Regions from separate parts of the Columba livia genome. Here region 2 is linked to region 1. Evidence: chromatin contacts called from public Hi-C data. All regions are on one chromosome and are shown on one strand. The core of a region is the stretch at or near the end of the contact, and the rest is flanking DNA. Distances in the headings are between cores, read along the strand shown. Region 1 has its middle 13 kb from the start of OPTN. Region 2 holds the start of CAMK1D (calcium/calmodulin dependent protein kinase ID).

Region 1 (3,378 bases), core at 490-2,989:
GGTCGCCAGAGAGAATTGCTCAGCACCTGCCCCTCCTCCTCCCCTTGTGAGGAAAGAACGATTCACTCCCCAAGGCAGGTTTGCACTTCAGTGCTGCTTGTAGCCAAATTAATAATAAGGTTTGGCCAAGTTCTGCATAGGTTGGAACCTGACTTTTGGCTCAGCTTCTGCCTGAGAAAGAGCAAGATTTTGGCATTCCTTTCAGCAGCTTTGCTTCTGGGGCTGTTGCTCCCATTCCAGCAAACAAGCCATGGGTGGCTCTCCTCCAGAGTGAGCATACCTGTGGGTCTTGTGAGTTGTGGCAGGAGGGTGACATGGGGTTGGATTTAAGTAGGTGAAGAGTCAGAATTTGTGAGAGTTTTGCAGCCTATGCAATTAATTCTTAACGACAGAGGTAGCATGAATGTCACCACTGCAGCACATGGCTGTGCCTGGGGACATGCAGAAGTTCAAGGTAATGCACAACTCTGCCCCTTGAGGGGTGGATCATACTGAACCATACCAAGATTGTGCTGGATTGTGCTTGGAGCTTCTCCTTTCAATAATCCAACTGCCCTCACTGAAATGAATGGGAGGGTGAAACTGGTGTTTTGAATGTGATTTGGGTTGGGTGTTGAAACCCAACATTATTTGAGATCACCTCTCTTACATTCTCCCTTTGACATCCAAAAAAGTTACTATGGACAAGTGCTATCATGTAGATGTGATGAACATATGATATGATTAACACTCCACAGTTCAGATGAGAGTTCAGGTCTCTCTTCAGCAGAAGATCTTTTTCTACCCAATATCCAGAAGTGCTGGAAGAGAACTTCCCCAGAGGAGCCCTTGGTTCTTCAAATCACTTGGTTTATCTGTCCTTAAAAGCATTTGAAAAAGTGATGAGTCCTGTATGAATTAGAAATTGCAGAAGGTTTTCTGAAAGGCAATAGAAATACACTGAAAGACAGTAAAACTAAGCTGGCCCAGCAGATAGAGACTTGGACTTGGGACACTGGAGTCTAATTCCCTTTTCTGTCACTGGCTTCCTGGTGAGTCACCGAAAGCCAAATACTTAAAAATATGAGTGTTAGTCCCATTTGTAAAGTAAGGATAACACCATTTTCATCGATCACAGTGGTGCGGTGAGGCAGAGATCCTGGAGTATCACGATGCTACAGCAGTGGGGATTACACTAATAAAGCTCACGTTGTAGGAGAGACTGCTAACAAAGAATTTATAACTAGCAAATCAAGGAAAAGAAATACAGCAGTGAAATGTTCAGAATTGCTAACTGTGTGTTTAAAGGTTTGGGAAAATGCCTAGAGCTGCGAGTAGGTGCCAGAGAAATCAATTACGATAATAAAACTTCTGGGAAGAGGTGGAAATGCTGGACTGATCAAATCATGTGTAATTATGAGGAATATTTTCTGTCTTCTTGGTAACACGGAGCTGCAAGGAATGTGTGTGTTGCCTCCAGAAATGTTAGGGGCCAGGATGTCATTCTTTCAGAAACAAAACAGACAAGAACTGAAAGGGAAAAAGGGGGGAAAAGAAAACAAGAAAAAGGAAGAGAGAGAAAATAGAGGCCAAACCAAACAAATGCCTCACAGGTCACGGTGCAGCAGTGAGAGCTTTGAAAAGCAGCCAGGGGAAATTCCCTGAGAAGCCTCCTTCTGCTCAGGTAGGAATTCCTCACCCCTTACCTTTGTTTGGATCAGCTGAATCATGTTATATGGCCTTATTTTCCCCTCCAGCTGTACACCTTTAGTCTGCACACATCCGAGTGGATTACCAGGGATAAACAAGCCTCTACTCTTCTGTTCTTTTCTCCTGCCCTCATGTTCATGGTTGGAGCTTCTTTTCCAACGCAGTGGCCTCTGACAGAGCCACATTGAAGGGCAGTGGGCAGAGCCCATGAGGCCATCAGTGCTTGCTGCAGCAGACAGCCACGCAATTGCTCCTTTACTGACGTATTTAAAGGCAACGATTGACAAACTGCTGCTCATTGCAAAAAAATAATCATAAAACCCCAGTCCCGACAGCAAGTCGGCAGCACAATTACCTAAACTCTGTAGGAACTCCAGGTCACTGGTGGCTGTTCAAGGCTGTGCTGTTTCAAGATAAATTAATTGCCTCCTGGCTTTCCCCTGGCTCTGCAAGGATTTTCCTGGGTTCATCCACACAGAAAGCCAATGGGGAAAGTTGGGGCTGAGAGAGGAGAAACAGATGGGCCCTGTCTAGCAAAGCTTCATTTTCGTTGGCTCTGAACATCATGATCTCCTCATGCTGCAGGCAATTGAAAAGAAACAATAAAAAAAAGATAATAAACCCACATTGCAAGGCATCAGAATGAAAGGCTTTAATCTTGCTCTGCTGTTTGGGAGAAAGGCTGGCAATGCCACCCTGCTAAAGGCAGCATTAGCTGAGCTTCTCACAGTCTCACCCTTACAGGCTTCATCCAAACTGCAAGTTGGGTCCACAACTGCAGCCTCTGTTGTCCCTTAAAAGTGTTGATAGACAGTAGCAGGATGCCCACAGATACCAGTACGGGTTTTCTTGACTCTTATCCCTCATAGAAATGGAATGTAATTCTTATTCCTTATAGAAACAGCATGTGATTCTCTGTGGAATAATTGCTTTGGTCTATCACATGGCTTGTCCTCAGCACAGCAACCAAAAGCCCTGATGTGGTGGGTGTTCAGCATCATCCCAGAGCACTGTCCTGGTGGGTGCTCCCATCCCTCAGCAATATTTAAACACCTTTAAATCAGGCTATCTGCCTCCTCACACTACTTAGGATTCAGAACACTTCCTGGATGCTCTGCAGAAGGATCCCTTGAGATCCCACAGAAGAAAGGAAATCTTTACATTGTATTTTGTGTCTGTTGGCTCCGCAGTGATGCTATCATGTATCTCCTGGATTGCTGACATCTTGGCATTAATTCTGATCAGATTTCTTCACCAGCTCTATCCTGGTGTCTCAGATATGATTTATGCCTTTACTGACAGGTCCATCAATAGACAGTCTGCCCCATTAAAACAAGACTACCCCTCAGAGAAGCCCCTTTTTCTCAATATTTATAAGCCAGTTTGACCTAGATATTACAAAACCGAGTACTTTCAAAGAACACACCATGTGGGCAACTTCCATTTATAATCTGCAAAAGCCACCAGGGTGTATGACAATCTGATGTGCCATCCTACTGAACCTCTTCCTGATACCTGACTGGGATTAGGAGACCCTGTCCCTTAACCACAGTGTAATTTTACCAGGGGTATTAGAAGCTCATTGCAGCTTTTTCCAGAGATGGCATCATTTCAGTGAGGGGATGCTGTGGAGCACCATATTCCAGTGAGGTTCATAACCTGCATTGCAAGAGTATCCAAATGCCCTTC
Region 2 (3,378 bases), core at 306-2,805, 310 kb before region 1:
GCCTCCAACACACTGGAGGTCAGGGCAGACGATCACATTTGCCCTTTCTGGCCTCAAACTCTCTCAGTCTTCTCCTGAAGGCAGGGGTTATGTTCAGTAACCCCATTCAGCACACCCAAATCACAGCATGGCATTTCTGATACCAAGCGATTTACATGTGAAAAAGATCACGGTAGCATGGGTTGAAGGGAAAGTTGTGCTTGAGTGTCAGCTGCACCTTTTTAGGTCAGTCACATCTTTTAATTTCCCAGGTATGCAGTGGCACGGAGAGTCTGCTTGGGGACTCCTGGTGACACTATCGTGGAGCAGGTCATAAGGATCATGGAATGAAAGAAATGCTGAGGAGAGCGAGAGGATGGAAATAAGTCAGCAGCAGAAGAAAGCTGTTCAAAGTGCACACCGTGACAGCACATAAGCACCCGTTGTAGAAAATCCCAAGCTGTTTGGGATGCCTGTGTGGCTCGACAGCCACCAAAGCACCAAATTAAAGGGATGCAGTAATAAATCGCAGGAGCTGGCACACACAAAGCCAGGTGGCTCTGTCCAGCAGAGGGTAGCATTGCCCAAACCCCCCAGCCTGTTCTCCAAGTTTACACCTTCCCGCACCTTTGAACTCCCACCTCCCCCACATCCTCTTTGAGCTGAGAGTCCCAGCTCAGCCCAGACCCAGGGAAAACCTCACAGGCTGGTACCTTGTACATTCTGCTCATTAATTAGGAGAAACCTCGAAAATCAGCTTTGAAAGTAGAATTTTGAGGAGTCTGTTAAAGGACACAATGCATGTTAAACAGTTATGTGCATACAATCACATCTATTTTTAAGTAAATGTTATTTAGCTGTTTGTATTAGGATTTGTTTTCAGGCATCTGATTTGACGGTCAGGTTTGGAGCTGCCTCTGAGGCACGGGAGTGCCTGTACCTCCTGGCAGCGAGGCACCTAACTTGGGTGCCCCAAAGGAATTGCACTTTCTTAGCGTCTTAAATGTTCTGAAACGGAAGCCCAGAGATATTAACTGTAAATGCATCTGGGTTAGTCTAGCCTGTAATTTTCTCTGGTGAATCTGTGCATCAGAGCTTAGCCGGTGCTTGATGCGACGGCACTAGAGGTCTCAGTGTCGCCGAGGAAAAAAAACCCAAACCTGCTTTTAGCAATAATTTCAGCGGGGCCAAGCGTGTGTGTGTGCGGTGCCGATGTTGGGGCGGCCACGGGGCTGCGAGGCGCCCATCGCCCTGCGTCTGGGCTTGGGGGTGCCCCTGGTGTGGGGGTGACCCTGGGGTGGGGGTGACCCTGGTGGGTGTGTGCCCCTCGCTTTGCCGGGGGAAGCGCTGGGTAGTGGTGGCCCTTGCGTAGGGTGAATTTTTGCATCGCAGGAGTGTGCGTGGGGCAGGAGGGCACCGCATCCCGCCCGACCAGGCAGCACAGCCGCTTGTAGTGTGTCTTTTTAATTTTCTGCTTTCCTTTTTTTTTTTTTTCTTCTTGGCTTTCCCTCCCCTCCCGTTTGACGTGCGCGGTTTTGGTGCAATGCGAATTATCTCCAGTCATTCAGTCAGGAGGGGCAGCGCCAGGCAGCAGAGCAGCGGCAGGGCTGCCTCCTCCTCCTCCTGCCTCTTCCTCCTCCTCTTCCTCCTCCTCCCATTGCCATAACAACCGCGCACAGCCGCTGCACCCGGTGCCGGCGGGGCCGCTCCGCACCGCGCCCGGGAGGCTGAGCATCCCACGGGGCCCCGCACGGGTGGGGTGGGAAGGGAAACTGTGACCTCCCTACAAAAAAACAAACCGAAACAAAACAAACAACAAAAAGGGACTTTTTTCGCAGGGTGGGTTTATTAGGGACCAAAGTGACCCCAAGCCAGGCGCGGAAGGAAGGAGGGACCGGACAGCCCCGCGAGTGACTCCGCGGAGGAGGGAGAGGAGAGAAAAGGAGGGGGGGGGTGTGTGTGGAGGGGTAGAGAAAGTTGGGAGGAAATAGCCCAGGAAAAGTGACACGCGAGGAGCGCGGAGGAAATAAAAGCGGCGGCGGGCAGGAAGTGTGAGGAGGAGGAAGGGGAGAAGAAGAAGGAGGAGGAGGAGGAGGAAGAAGCAGCAGCAGCAGCAGCAGCAGCAGCGGCAGCGGCAGCAGCAGCAGCTGCCGCGGCAGAAGAGAAAGCAAAAGCCGGACGCCGGGTCGGTGCCGCCCGGCATCCTTGGGGCTGCGCGGCCATGGCCCGGGAGAACGGGGACGGCGGCGGCTCTTGGAAGAAGCAAGCGGAGGACATCAAGAAGATCTTCGAGTTCAAGGAGACGCTGGGGACGTAGGTGGCGGGGAGCGGTGGAGGGAGAGGGGGGGACTGTCCCTTCTGCGAGGGGATGCGCGGGTGCGTGCGTGGGGGTGCGTGTATTTTCGCGTGTGCAGCCATGCGTGCCGCTCCGCGATCTGCTCGTCCATCCCGGCAAGAAGTCGGGGGGATCTGGAAACACGGAGGAAAATAGAACTGTGGGGAAGGCGCTGGGCTGACACCTCCCCCCACCCCAATACATATATTCCCCCCAAACCCTGTGCTTTATAAAATTCACACAGTGAGGAGGTGGGGAAACGGTTTTTCTTCATAGTGCAACTGTAAATAAACGCAGTCTGACTCGCACGCTTTCCCCTAAAGCCGACGGCTGTGTCTGTTCGTGGACAGACGAGCAGAAATAATTGGAGTGGATTGGATGTGTTTGAGCTACGCTGCTTAACTGTTGTTGCGGTTTATTTCTGTTATTTATAGTGGCGGGGCATAAAGATTAGTAAAACGTTCGAGTTTTGGGGTTTTATTTTTCTTCAGAAGGCTGAGAATAAACATGCGCAGATGGTGCAAGGGAGCGGGGTGGGGGATGATGCTTTTTTGGCTGAGCAAAGAGTTTTATTTTTGCTAAAACAAATTTTCACTTATTGGATATTGTAGGGTTGGAGAGTCGGGAGTGCTGAAAGAGGTCAGCATATGGGCTGCTGTATATATGTACAGTGTAATTGAATTTCAGTTGTATCGGAAGTGCTCTTCATTGCTGTGTCCCCCCTTCCCTTGCTTTAATTACAACTTTAAGCATGTCTCCAAACGAAGCATCGTTAATCTCAAGTAGCGCTTGTCATACTCCGCGTGCCACTTCCAAAATACGGTTGAACAAGTTTCGACTGTAATATTTCAGTTTCTTTCTGCTTCCAAGGGAGGGCTCTCTATAAACAGAGTATTTCTGGTTCACGGGCTCGCTGATTTCCTATGAAAAACTGGGTAAGAATGAGGCTGGTCATGCAATATGGAGGTGGGTCAGGCAGCTCTGTTGCGACGAGCTGGTAGCGTAGCCCTCGGAAAACCTCTGACTTAGCAAATGAAATTAATGTTTGCCCCGGTCTTTGAAGA

The links. Hi-C and Micro-C count contacts between places; a contact is called where the count stands out from the background.
Region 2: a contact with region 1 is called in a Hi-C map of crop, with 5 times the contacts expected there. The contact joins the promoter of CAMK1D here to the enhancer-like site in region 1. A contact is called at or near these places in 2 of 2 Hi-C or Micro-C datasets (crop and liver).

The regions. Positions count from the first base shown.
Region 1 is chr1:204,553,787-204,557,164 of bColLiv1.pat.W.v2, reverse strand. No RefSeq gene overlaps it. Among named protein-coding and RNA genes, the nearest start is that of OPTN, 13 kb to the right of the region's middle. Within about 2 kb of position 1,739, at least 1 of the 3 cell types and tissues checked has an H3K27ac peak away from gene starts, as active enhancers do.
Region 2 is chr1:204,867,481-204,870,858 of bColLiv1.pat.W.v2, reverse strand. It overlaps CAMK1D (calcium/calmodulin dependent protein kinase ID), which reads left to right and starts at 1,555. Exons shown (of 11, transcript XM_065049282.1): 1 at 1,555-2,292. The coding sequence starts at 2,201.